3 separate regions of the Mus musculus genome follow, and all the other regions are linked to region 1. A link is a contact called in public promoter capture Hi-C data. All regions are on one chromosome and are shown on one strand. The core of a region is the stretch at or near the end of the contact, and the rest is flanking DNA. Distances in the headings are between cores, read along the strand shown. Region 1 holds the start of Clec4n (C-type lectin domain family 4, member n). Region 2 holds the start of 1700013D24Rik (RIKEN cDNA 1700013D24 gene). Region 3 has its middle 31 kb from the start of Gm25311.

What was found. Promoter capture Hi-C pulls out the DNA fragments that hold promoters and counts their contacts.
Region 2: a contact with region 1 is called in a promoter capture Hi-C map of hematopoietic stem and progenitor cells, with 4 times the contacts expected there. The contact joins the promoter of 1700013D24Rik here to the promoter of Clec4n in region 1. A contact is called at or near these places in 5 of 39 promoter capture datasets (the C10 cell line, embryonic stem cells and hematopoietic stem and progenitor cells) and 1 of 9 other capture datasets (embryonic stem cells).
Region 3: a contact with region 1 is called in a promoter capture Hi-C map of the HPC-7 cell line, with 7 times the contacts expected there. The contact joins the enhancer-like site here to the promoter of Clec4n in region 1. A contact is called at or near these places in 9 of 39 promoter capture datasets (the HPC-7 cell line, HPC-7-derived erythroid cells, cranial neural crest and 6 more).

The regions. Positions count from the first base shown.
Region 1 is chr6:123,228,104-123,231,586 of GRCm38.p6, forward strand. Clec4n (C-type lectin domain family 4, member n) reads left to right here and starts at 1,740. Exons shown (of 6, transcript NM_020001.2): 1 at 1,740-1,940; 2 at 2,401-2,490. The coding sequence starts at 1,916.
Region 2 is chr6:124,355,498-124,358,980 of GRCm38.p6, forward strand. 1700013D24Rik (RIKEN cDNA 1700013D24 gene) reads right to left here and starts at 1,547. Exons shown (of 3, transcript NR_164180.1): 1 at 1,381-1,547; 2 at 907-996.
Region 3 is chr6:124,271,462-124,274,944 of GRCm38.p6, forward strand. No RefSeq gene overlaps it. Among named protein-coding and RNA genes, the nearest start is that of Gm25311, 31 kb to the right of the region's middle. Within about 2 kb of position 1,975, at least 53 of the 459 cell types and tissues checked have an H3K27ac peak or open chromatin away from gene starts, as enhancers often do. A contact at or near this core is called in the HPC-7 cell line and neutrophils, where this site is marked.

The DNA of each region.
Region 1 (3,483 bases), core at 490-2,989:
CCTTTTATATTTATTACCCTGAAACTATTTCTGGAATTTAAAAAGTCTCCACAAATTTTTCACAGAATATGTCCTATAATCAAAAGACTCTTCAAAGTTCTGTGCCAAGAACTGAGGATAGGGGCCATACATGTTCTGTATCCCAGTGTCATAAATGTTCCCTTGGAGACTGCTTCCTTGTGAATGAGGGGGTGTTGATGGGGATAGTGGAGGAAATGTTCTAAAGAATGTGTGTGCGGAGGAAGAGATAACAGACTCTATGGGGGCTTGCCTCTGATTGTGTACCACTCTTCAATTCTCCTAATCTATTGAGAGAACTTGTAAAATGTTACCAATGAACTTTTGCCCAGTATAAGTCAGATTTTGTCATATTAGCCCAAGAAGGTCAGTCTGGTCCATGACAACAATTTTAAGCCTAAGGATGATAACTCCTGCCAGAGGAGTGGGCTCCTCTTTACTCTCCAATCAAATGACAAGTGAGGCCCCACATGAAAACGGTCCATAAACCAATCAATCAGTTTGTTTCAAGTATCACAATTAGAGATCATACAAAAATAAGGGAAAGGAATATATGGATATATAGGCAAAAATAGGTTCAAGAAAAAAATTAGTTGAGCACACAGCATTAGAAGTGAACCAAACATAGACTCATGGATGAAATCCTGTGGACGGTTACTGAGATCAGTCCCTTCCAAGATAGGAATGAAAAAAGTCCAGAGTGCTCTCAAATCATCAGTGCTGAAGAGAAGGACTCATTTGTTTCAGTAGAGTCTCCACACCTACAGTTGAGAGGGAACTGTAGAGTCAAGATGTGTCACATGCCGGGCAATGGTGGCGCATTCCTTTAATCTCAACACTTGGGAGGCAGAGGCAGGTGGATTTCTGAGTTTGAGGACAGCCTCATCTACAGAGTGTATTCCAGGACAGCCAGGGCTATAGAGAGAAACCCTGTCTTGAAAAACCAAAAAAAAAAAAAAAAAAAAAAAAGAAAAGAAAAGAAAAAAAAGTGTCACACGTGGCAATCTGAATACACAGGTCAAATCTGAATACACAGGGCACACACACCTAAAAAGTCTAGATACCATGAGTCTCATTTGCATATTGACCTACAGTCATCAATGTGATTGCTTATGTGTTGTCAAGATGATAGAGCAGTTATTTACCTTAGTTACAGCTTGTGTGAAAAGAGGAATGTCAAAATGGAGTTAGTACCTTCAAAATGTAGTCACAATAATCATAATTAAAATACCTGCTTGATTCCATTCCAAAAAGTCACAATATAGCAAAATGTACACCACAACACCCTTGTATGTCACAATACCACTTCTGACTAATACTCACATGTCTTGCTTTAATGTATGTATGTATGTATGTATGTATGTATGTATGTATGTATGTATGTATGCATGCACATGTGTACACATGTGTGAAGGGGTGAGGACTTCTAGATATCCAACCCAGGACAAGCAGCTAACCATTCAGCCATTCAGACTTATTGCTTCCTAGAATCCTGTTTGATATATGAGTTAAGCCTCATATCAACTGAATAATCCACATAATGTATTGTAAAGAACATTTAATGTAAATACAGTTTATAGACAAATTTATTTTGAGGTCGGAGATACTTCCACATTAGGAACTGAGAAAGTAATGAGAACATTCTTGACAGAGTTTTTAGGAACAAATTTAGGTATGTTTCTCAATTTCCTCTTTCCCATGTCTTTAAATCAGTGGAGAGCAGTGCAGACTCTCTGACTTCTGGGTTTGCAGCATTGGCCCGCTCTGTGGCATTTAACTCAAGTGTGTGTGGAAGTTGATTCTGAACTCTGGCCTCTTTGACAGAAGCCAGGTCCCTGAGTCGTATTTTGGAGACAGATGCAAGAAACCCCTGACCTTCTGAACATACACCTCAACAATGGTGCAGGAAAGACAATCCCAAGGTGAGGTGAGAATTCCTGTCTCAGTCAAAGGAGACAATAGGAATACGTACTGTGATGAGGATCTACCTGGGACAAGTGGCAGGCTGAAGTGGTGAAGTAGATCAAGACAGCAGAGTCCCAGGGATGTGTCAGAAGTATAATATCTCAGAGCCAGAAGCCCTCAAAACAACAAGAAACCAAATTATTGAAGGGGGTGTGAAATGTGACAACAAGAAGAAAGTATAAGGTCATGGAAATTGCAGGTGCCTGAGGGTGAAATATTTCTAGATTGTGAGTGTGTGTGTGTGTGTGTGTGTGTGTGTGTGTGTGTGTGTGCTTAAGAGCTGACTTGGTCATATTATAGGGCTGTGACAGCTTTTTCCTACTTTAAGTTCATAATTATTCTGAGCATTTTGTCTGGTTATTAACTGATCTAAGGTTTTTGGTCCTGTGGTGAGTACATCTGATTGCTATCTGACAGGGAAGGGAGTCTGCTGGACCCTGAGACTCTGGTCAGCTGCTGTGATTTCCATGTTACTCTTGAGTACCTGTTTCATTGCGAGCTGTGTGGGTAAGTTCTTCATTGACTGGTGTCTCTTTTGGGGCACTGTCTAGTCTCTGTTCCACAGAGACTCCAAGGGACACTTTTGTTTTGTTTTGGCTTTTCAAGACAGAGTTTTTCTGTGTAACAAGCCTTGGCTGTCCTGGAATTCTCTCCATAGATCAGGATGGCCCTGAACTCAAAGAGATCCTCCTACCTCTGCCTCTTAAGTGCTGGGATTGAAGGCATATGCTACCACCAGCCTGGAGTTGTTATTTTAATCCCATTATCTGGTCTGACTTCACAGGTAATGCCATGTTTTTCTTGACTTCTCTTCTTTGTTCCTTTTCTTTTTTTTCCCCCATCTTTTGACTAATGAGATATGTAAGGTTTCTTCACCAGCTTTGTTAGCTCATACTATTTACAACCATTGTCTGTGACAGTGCCTTCCAGCACTGGGTTCACCAGTAATCACAGTCTCTTCTCACATCTCTATATTGGGAGTGCAAGTCCAGTTGATTTCATAATGTCGACAGCTTAGAGTCTGATTTATATGGGATTTTCCTTTCTCAATAGAAGAGTAAAAAGTCACCAAATGAGATAGTGATGATTGAGGAAATAAAATATCTCTGTCCTGTTTCATCTGCTCAGAATCCGTGTGTGAAGTCTATTATGTGAGAAGTTTTGATGATATTCTTTGCAGTCAACAGTCTGCTTCTCCATTTGCTATCAGGTTGATCACAATAATTGCTGTACAGTCCAGGAAATAGTGAGAGTGACTTGATGTTGGCAGTATGCTCTGTGATAAGACAAACTCATCTTCTCCTTGAAGCAACATCTGCTCTAATTGGCAGAGTCAAACTTAAGAGAACAGATTGTGGCCATTAAGAATAGTTATTTCACGGACCAAGAAGAAACAGATGGTCAGAACCCAAAACATGGAGTAGAAACATTTGCTTAGAATAGTAAAGAAGATCTGTTTTTGTTAACATTGTTTAATGTGCACACTCATGAAAACTGCTA
Region 2 (3,483 bases), core at 297-2,796, 1.1 Mb after region 1:
AGCTTCTTACGGATTCTTCTCTTAAGTTTCAAAACAAAACAAAACAAAAAATCCAAATCCAATTACTTGTTCACGTGGAGACATGTTTTTCAATGTCTTGCTTATCTCCAAGAAAAATAATGTTTTACAGAGATTTCAATTTTATGTGAGAGAAACCTGGACAGAATGTCAACTGGTATATAATCACGAACCACCGACATGGTGGTCATAGAGAAATTTAGTTTCTAATGTGTCCCTTCTCTGTGATGTCACAAGAGTCATGAAGTTGTCAGGAGGGCAAAGCAGACCCTCATGAAAGAAACAAATTCCATAATACGCACAGTCCTCGGGATCTGTGGTGATTGGCTGTGGATATAACTCAGTAGTAAGGTTTATGATTAGCCTGAGTGAAGCTCTGGGTTGAATCATGTACAACAGGAAGGGTCACTGATATTTGCATGAATTTGATCAACAGGTCACCAAGATATCACCCAGGAAAAGATAAACCTTGATTCCATAGGCTTTCTATCTGATAGTGTATCTTTCGACGTCCTTTCCTCATCCCTGTCAGAGAAGGAAATGTATTGCTTCCATAGAAAAGCCACCTTTTTTGTCCTTGCAAGAAAGGATACCATGGGAAGAGAAACATCACAAGTATGAATGACAAAACAAACTTTTTGATTAACATGAGAGTTAATGAGAGTTTAGTTTTTAAAGCCTCTGCTTTAAAAAGAAACAAAAGATTATCTAGAGAAAAGTCGCAGAGCCCTTAGACCAAACTTAGTAGAAGAACACAGTATCTGCACACAGTATGTGCAGAACATAGACGCTATTCCACCAAGTCCAAGATTTAGCATAGAATTCCCTTAATCAGCACATAAACTAGGACTGATGAGTTCCCAGAGATGAAGAACAGAGAGTACTTACTTGCCCCTCCCAGATGGTTCATCTTCATCTTAATATTGTCTTTATCCTTATAGGAAACATTGCGCAGAGAACATCGGCACCTGAGAAAGACTAAGACAATGTACCCCCATCAGAGCCCACTGGAGAGACTCCCTCACAGTCCAGAGTCCCCTGGGCTCCCCATGTCTTTGTACTGGGGTATTCAAGTTAGATAAGTCAGAGTTTATAGATACTTCCTCCTCCTCTGCAAGTATAAAAGCCATAGATCCCTTGGGCTAGCTCAAACGCAAGCCCTCTAAGCTTTTCTATCACAAGATTACAATTTCTAAGACCTGTGAGCCATGGATCACAGCCTTGAGCTGTGGGACCTTGGAACACACACACACAAAAGAACATTCTTGTTTCCCACAGTATAATAGGTGCTCCCGCTAGGTCCATACACTAATCTGTCACTAAAGTTCCTTTGTTCTCCTAAGTCCCCCACACTGTCCTTACATTTCTTGGTGTGCTGGTCTATCTCGAGCAAAAAAGGCGAGAACATGACAAAAAGGAAAAATACAAAGAGTATAGCAAACACCACATAGAGCCAAGGTATGCCACTTGGGAACAGACTGACCCCTGGATCAATCTCTGCCATTTGGACAGGAGGGAAGACATAGAATGCTCTGCCTTCGCTTCTTTACCTCCTAAGTGACCATAGCTATGACATCATAGCTTCAGAGACAATGGGTGAGATGAGGATCTGATTGGGATTGGCCAAGCTTCATCCTGTCTATGACAAGGGATAGTTCCCTCCTACCACAGATTCTTTTCCTAATATTTTTGTGTGTGCATATGGTGTGTGCATGTGTATGCATGTGTATGCACATATGAGGCCAGAAATTGACATCAGACGTTTCCTTTCTTGTTCTACACCTTTTTTTTTTAAGACTGGTTCAATGAAAGTTGCCATATCAGGTAGACTGATGCCCAAATGCACATAAACACACACACACACATACACACACACTGAGATTACAGACCTATACCTCTCATACAGCTTTTACATGGATGTGGAGATCCTAACTTGGACCCTTACGTTTACACAGGAAGCACTTTTTCAACTTGAGAAACCTCCTCAGCCCCCTTGGTTTGCTTAGATGACCTAAAATAAGTTGCCTGGCCAGACTAATCAAGCACATAGCTTACTATATATTCAGGAACTGCATCTTATTACATTGGAACATCTATATTCATAAGAGAGAGCTAACTCATTAGATCTCTCAATCCTAGCATTAGTCTTAAGAAATTAACACTTAAATTTGAGAATCAAACATATATATGAGAATTAAATATATATTTGAGGTATATATATATATATATATTACCTCAAGAAGGATTTTGTGTTCTTTCCTAGAATCCCTGTCATTCCCTGACTTGGTGTGTACCAGAATTGTGTGTCCTTTCTGGGCATAGGACTATCTCCCCTATCACATGAATCAATAGTGACAAAACACTTCATATCCCAAGATGAGAGTGGTGTCTCCCTTCTAAGTTCAAAAGAATTATCATACCACTGGTGCTTTGAACATCCCCACAACATGCTTTCTGGTCCATGACAGTGTTTCCAAAAGAAAGTAGGGCAAAAGTAAATTATACATAATTATACATAATTATTATACAAAATCCCCACCCCTGGGTAAATGATGAAGAATGAAGAATTCCCCAGCTCCCTGCTCTAGAGGCTGGGAAGTCCAAGGTTGGAGGCTATCTCTGCTGAGGGCTTTTAGATATGCTATTCTACTGCAGAAGAAATGAGATGGGTGCATGCAAAAGATGGGAACTGGCTGACTTTACAATAACCTACTCTCAGAATACCTAACACACTCTTGCCTCAGTGGTATTAGCCTGGCTCTTTGCAAGGGCCACTTCTTGTGTTATAAGGGAAATGAATTTCCAAACCATTGTCTGTTGATTAACATATTGAAACCATGGCACTCAATGTGGTAAGAATTCTGGAATTTGGTTTCTTTAAAAAACACAAAAAAAATATTTTAAGAGTGTGTTTTCATTTTAATCCCAGGTGTGAGACATGGGGCTACTTCAGATTATCCACAACAGTTGACTACAATTTGCCTCATGCTCTGTCTGAGGTGTGCTTTTGCCAGCTGCAGATAGTTTCTGTGATTGTATGACATTTGGAAATCTGGAGAATTTTTAGAGGATATATAGCCTTTTCATGCTACGGCATGATGAAAAGGCTCTGTTGGTTGGTTCATTGTTGTGGGGGGCCGGGGTTGTTGATTGATTGGTTGTTGGTTGCTGTTGGTCAGTTTGTTAAGTAGTCATGCACAAAGAAGAAACAAGAAGAAACTAGATATCCTGATAGTGTAGATGAAACTTGCCCCAAGGAACTTGATGCCCCTAATCTAGCTCTCTAATTAGCTTGCAAGCACTGGGTTCCATAAACACAGGGGCCCACTCACAGTCCCATGGGCCTATACTGGGAGCTAACCAGAGAATCTGGAACCATCACAGAATACCACACTAAGATCCTTACATCAATAGGAGTCAAGAGGTGGCAAGCAGCTGATGGGAGAGAAACACAGTGTCTTGTTT
Region 3 (3,483 bases), core at 725-3,224, 1.0 Mb after region 1:
CTTCTGCTCTTATAAGGAAAGTATAAGTGAACATGCATGCCATATTATTACTAGAAAAAGAAATTAAAAACTTAGAAAGTGATCTTAACAGGAAAAATAATGAATTCATACCAAACCATTTCTTTTAGAAACCAAAACTCCAATGGAGTGGGAAAACGGCAAAACACATAAAATAGATAATGGTTTCCACATTTTCAGTAATCTTATTTTTCATTGTCAATGCTACAAAAGCTGCTTTTGAACCCTTCCCCTGGAAACTTGGCTTTATCTTAACATTTGACCAAATTTCTTCTTTTTTTTTTTTTAGTTTTTTTTATTAGATATTTTCTTTATATACATTTCAAATGCTATCCCAAAAGTTCCCTATACCATCCCCTGCCCTGCTCTCCCACCCACCCACTCCCGCTTCTTGGCCCTGGCATTCCCCTGTACTGGGGCATATAAAGTTTGCAATACCAAGGGGGCCTCTCTTCCCAGTGATGGCCGACTAGGCTATTTTCTGCTACATATGCAGCTAGAGGGTACTGGTTAGTTCATATTGTTGTTCCACCTATAGGGTTTAACACAGTGAGCCGGGTCTAGACTAGGCCTAGAGTGCTATGAATGGCAGCTAACATCCATTCGCCTTACTGTCTCTCTCAGATCATTCCATGGCAACAGCTATAAGTGTGCTTTGCTTCCCAAGCACTGCATCTCCTGAGGCACAAGCTTCCAGAAGAAATCAATATTTCTCGAACCATCTATGTTTGTTTGTGTCTCGGAAAGTTCACTAAGGATTTTATAGTGATCGCCATGCATGACTGTACCACAGTTTCTGCAAGGCAGGAATGAATGCCAGTGTCAGGTGAGGCCAACTCTGTTCTGTCTCATACTGAGAGACCCGAGACACAGGGAAAGAGGGGAAAGTGTGCAAGCTTCCCTGGTAAGCATGTTGTGATGCTTCTCTGTGGGTCTGGGAGAGGAAAATATTAGACAGAGTACATGCAAATGTGTCATAAAAGAATGAGATCATGACTTATTTGAGAGAAGCCGGGAGTGGTATAAAAGGTGACAGTCTCACAAGAGAAACACAAGATAGTCATAAAGAGGGTGTGTAGGAAAGGAAGCAAATCCTGACGAAAAGATAGTTATCAATCCATGCTTGTTAAAGAGAGCTGTCTCTGTACTGTTGTCCACGTTTTCTACATATTTCCCTTCCTCCCTCCACTCTCTCTGTCATACACACTCACATACACACATTCACACGCATACAAACACATTCACACACGTACACATTCAAATACACACTCACATACACACTCACACAGTCACACACATTCATATACAGACTCTCTCTCTCTCTCTCTCTCTCTCTCTCTCACACACACACACACACACACAAACTCAAGCAGATGGAGATACTGAAACTAGACAAGACCTCAGGAACTATGCTGAAGGCCTGCTTTACAGGAAGAACTACCAACTATGGCATGCAGACACAGTTGGGGGTAAATGAAAACAAATGCTAAAGAATTAACTGTTTAGAAATAATATTGGGCGGCTTTGGCTTCCACACATCCATTTGGAGGCTTAACATGTATTTTCACATCTTTATAGGAAAGGATTTGCAGCATTGAAGGGTTGCATCTGACCCCTGTATCTCACTGAACTATCCTTGCTTTTCTGTGTCCCACATTCACACAAAACCCAGCAACAATCAAAAAAGGTCAAATGTACTTCATTGCACAGAATATGAGACTATGTGTCCCCAATACAAGCTATTGGGTCACATAAGCCTTCCCCAAATCCTGAAATTCCTCCATTGCTTAAATCACAGTTCCATATTCATTTCCTGGCCCTGTTTAGGAAGAGGTCACAGCCCTCATTTCTTCATTCCTTCCCAGTATACTTCCTCTTCATGATTACTTTCTCCCTGCCTCGTTAAGAGAGAAGCAGTGGCCAGGGACCATGGCCTGGGGAAGGAAGTAGAGTGTGCAAGAATCAACCACAGACTCTCCTAAACAGTGCCTCAGCACTCTTCTCAGGCTCAGTGCTGCTGACTCCAACCCGACTTGCCTGCGTCTTGCTGACCCACGCTCCCCTTCTCTTACCTCCCAGGGCTATCTTGCCTGTTCCCTGACTTCATTAGGAAACAATGCTGAGCACCATATGGGTGTGTGTTCCCTGAAAGCTTACATAGCAAGCTGTTGTACCATCCATGTACATAACAGGCAAACAGATAGAGTAGAGGCTCCGGTCAGAAGCATTTTCATTGAGCAACCCATGACTCTATATCCATTTGCTGCCTAGTGTAGAGAGTAAGTCTGAGGCCAGCTTAGTTTTGATGTTTTAGATAGCAGGTTGTCTATTCTTTAAATAAACAGGTGTTTTCTTCCAGAATTGTCCAATTATACTCAAAGGATATCCAAATTTTATGTGTATATGTTCATTATTTCCTAAAATAAGGTTTCTTTTCAAATCACATATTTAATGTATTTTTCCACACTGAGAAAAGTTCTGTTTTAGTACACATTTAAATTCTTGTTCTATCCCATTCATTGTAGCTTATACTTGTGGAAGGGTTTATTTCTTAAGCTATATTATTACTCTGTGCCCCATAGTTCTTTCTGTCCTCATCAGTAGTGTGACTGAAGGTCTCAGGTTTGCCCCTCTTTACAAACTGTTTTTCCTGTTCTGCCAATTGTCTGCTGTGTCTCCTGTAATAAATAGTTTGGCTTTGCTATCATGGTTCTAACATTCAGGGTTTTCTAACTTCACAAAGCTTGCACCCCAGCTCTCGCCACTATGTCACCATACCTTCCGTATTTTTTTTCCTATCTCGTCAAAGGTGACATCATCTGGAAACCTATTTAGGATGGCAAAACATCTAAATAAAATGCTCTGCCTCTCCTCACTCTCGGGAGTTGATTTTTGCCAAGATTCCTTTGTTTCCACATCTATGGCTCACACATACAATGCTGATTCTTATTCCTCACTGAGATACTGTGTGTGAGTGTGCATATATGTGCATACGTGTGTCTATGTGCATTCCTGTGCATGTGTGTGTGCATGCTTACTTCATCACATTTACAAATGAAGGACCTTCTAACGGACACCAACTTGAAACTCTAGCTTCCAGGAGTCCTTTTGCTGTGTCACAGTAACAGTTAAGGAGAGTCTGATGCACACTTTTTTACAACTTACGGGATAGTTGGATATTTACAACTCATTTTTATTCTCCACTGAAGATGCGGTTACATTCAGTTCGTTCCATACCCTAATCAGTTGTTGATATCAGCCTCAGAGAGATTTTAAAGTGATTGCTTTCAAGGAAGAGGAAACAAAATTGGGGTTTTCCAAGCTTACTAGGTTTTTTTGAGTGTAGCACAGACATTATTTCTGGATTAGAAAGCACTCATAAATACCATAATTACCCTTAAGGATGCCTGAAAGATATGACATTCTGAAACAACTATAGTAATAAAGATAGACATGAGTCTCCAC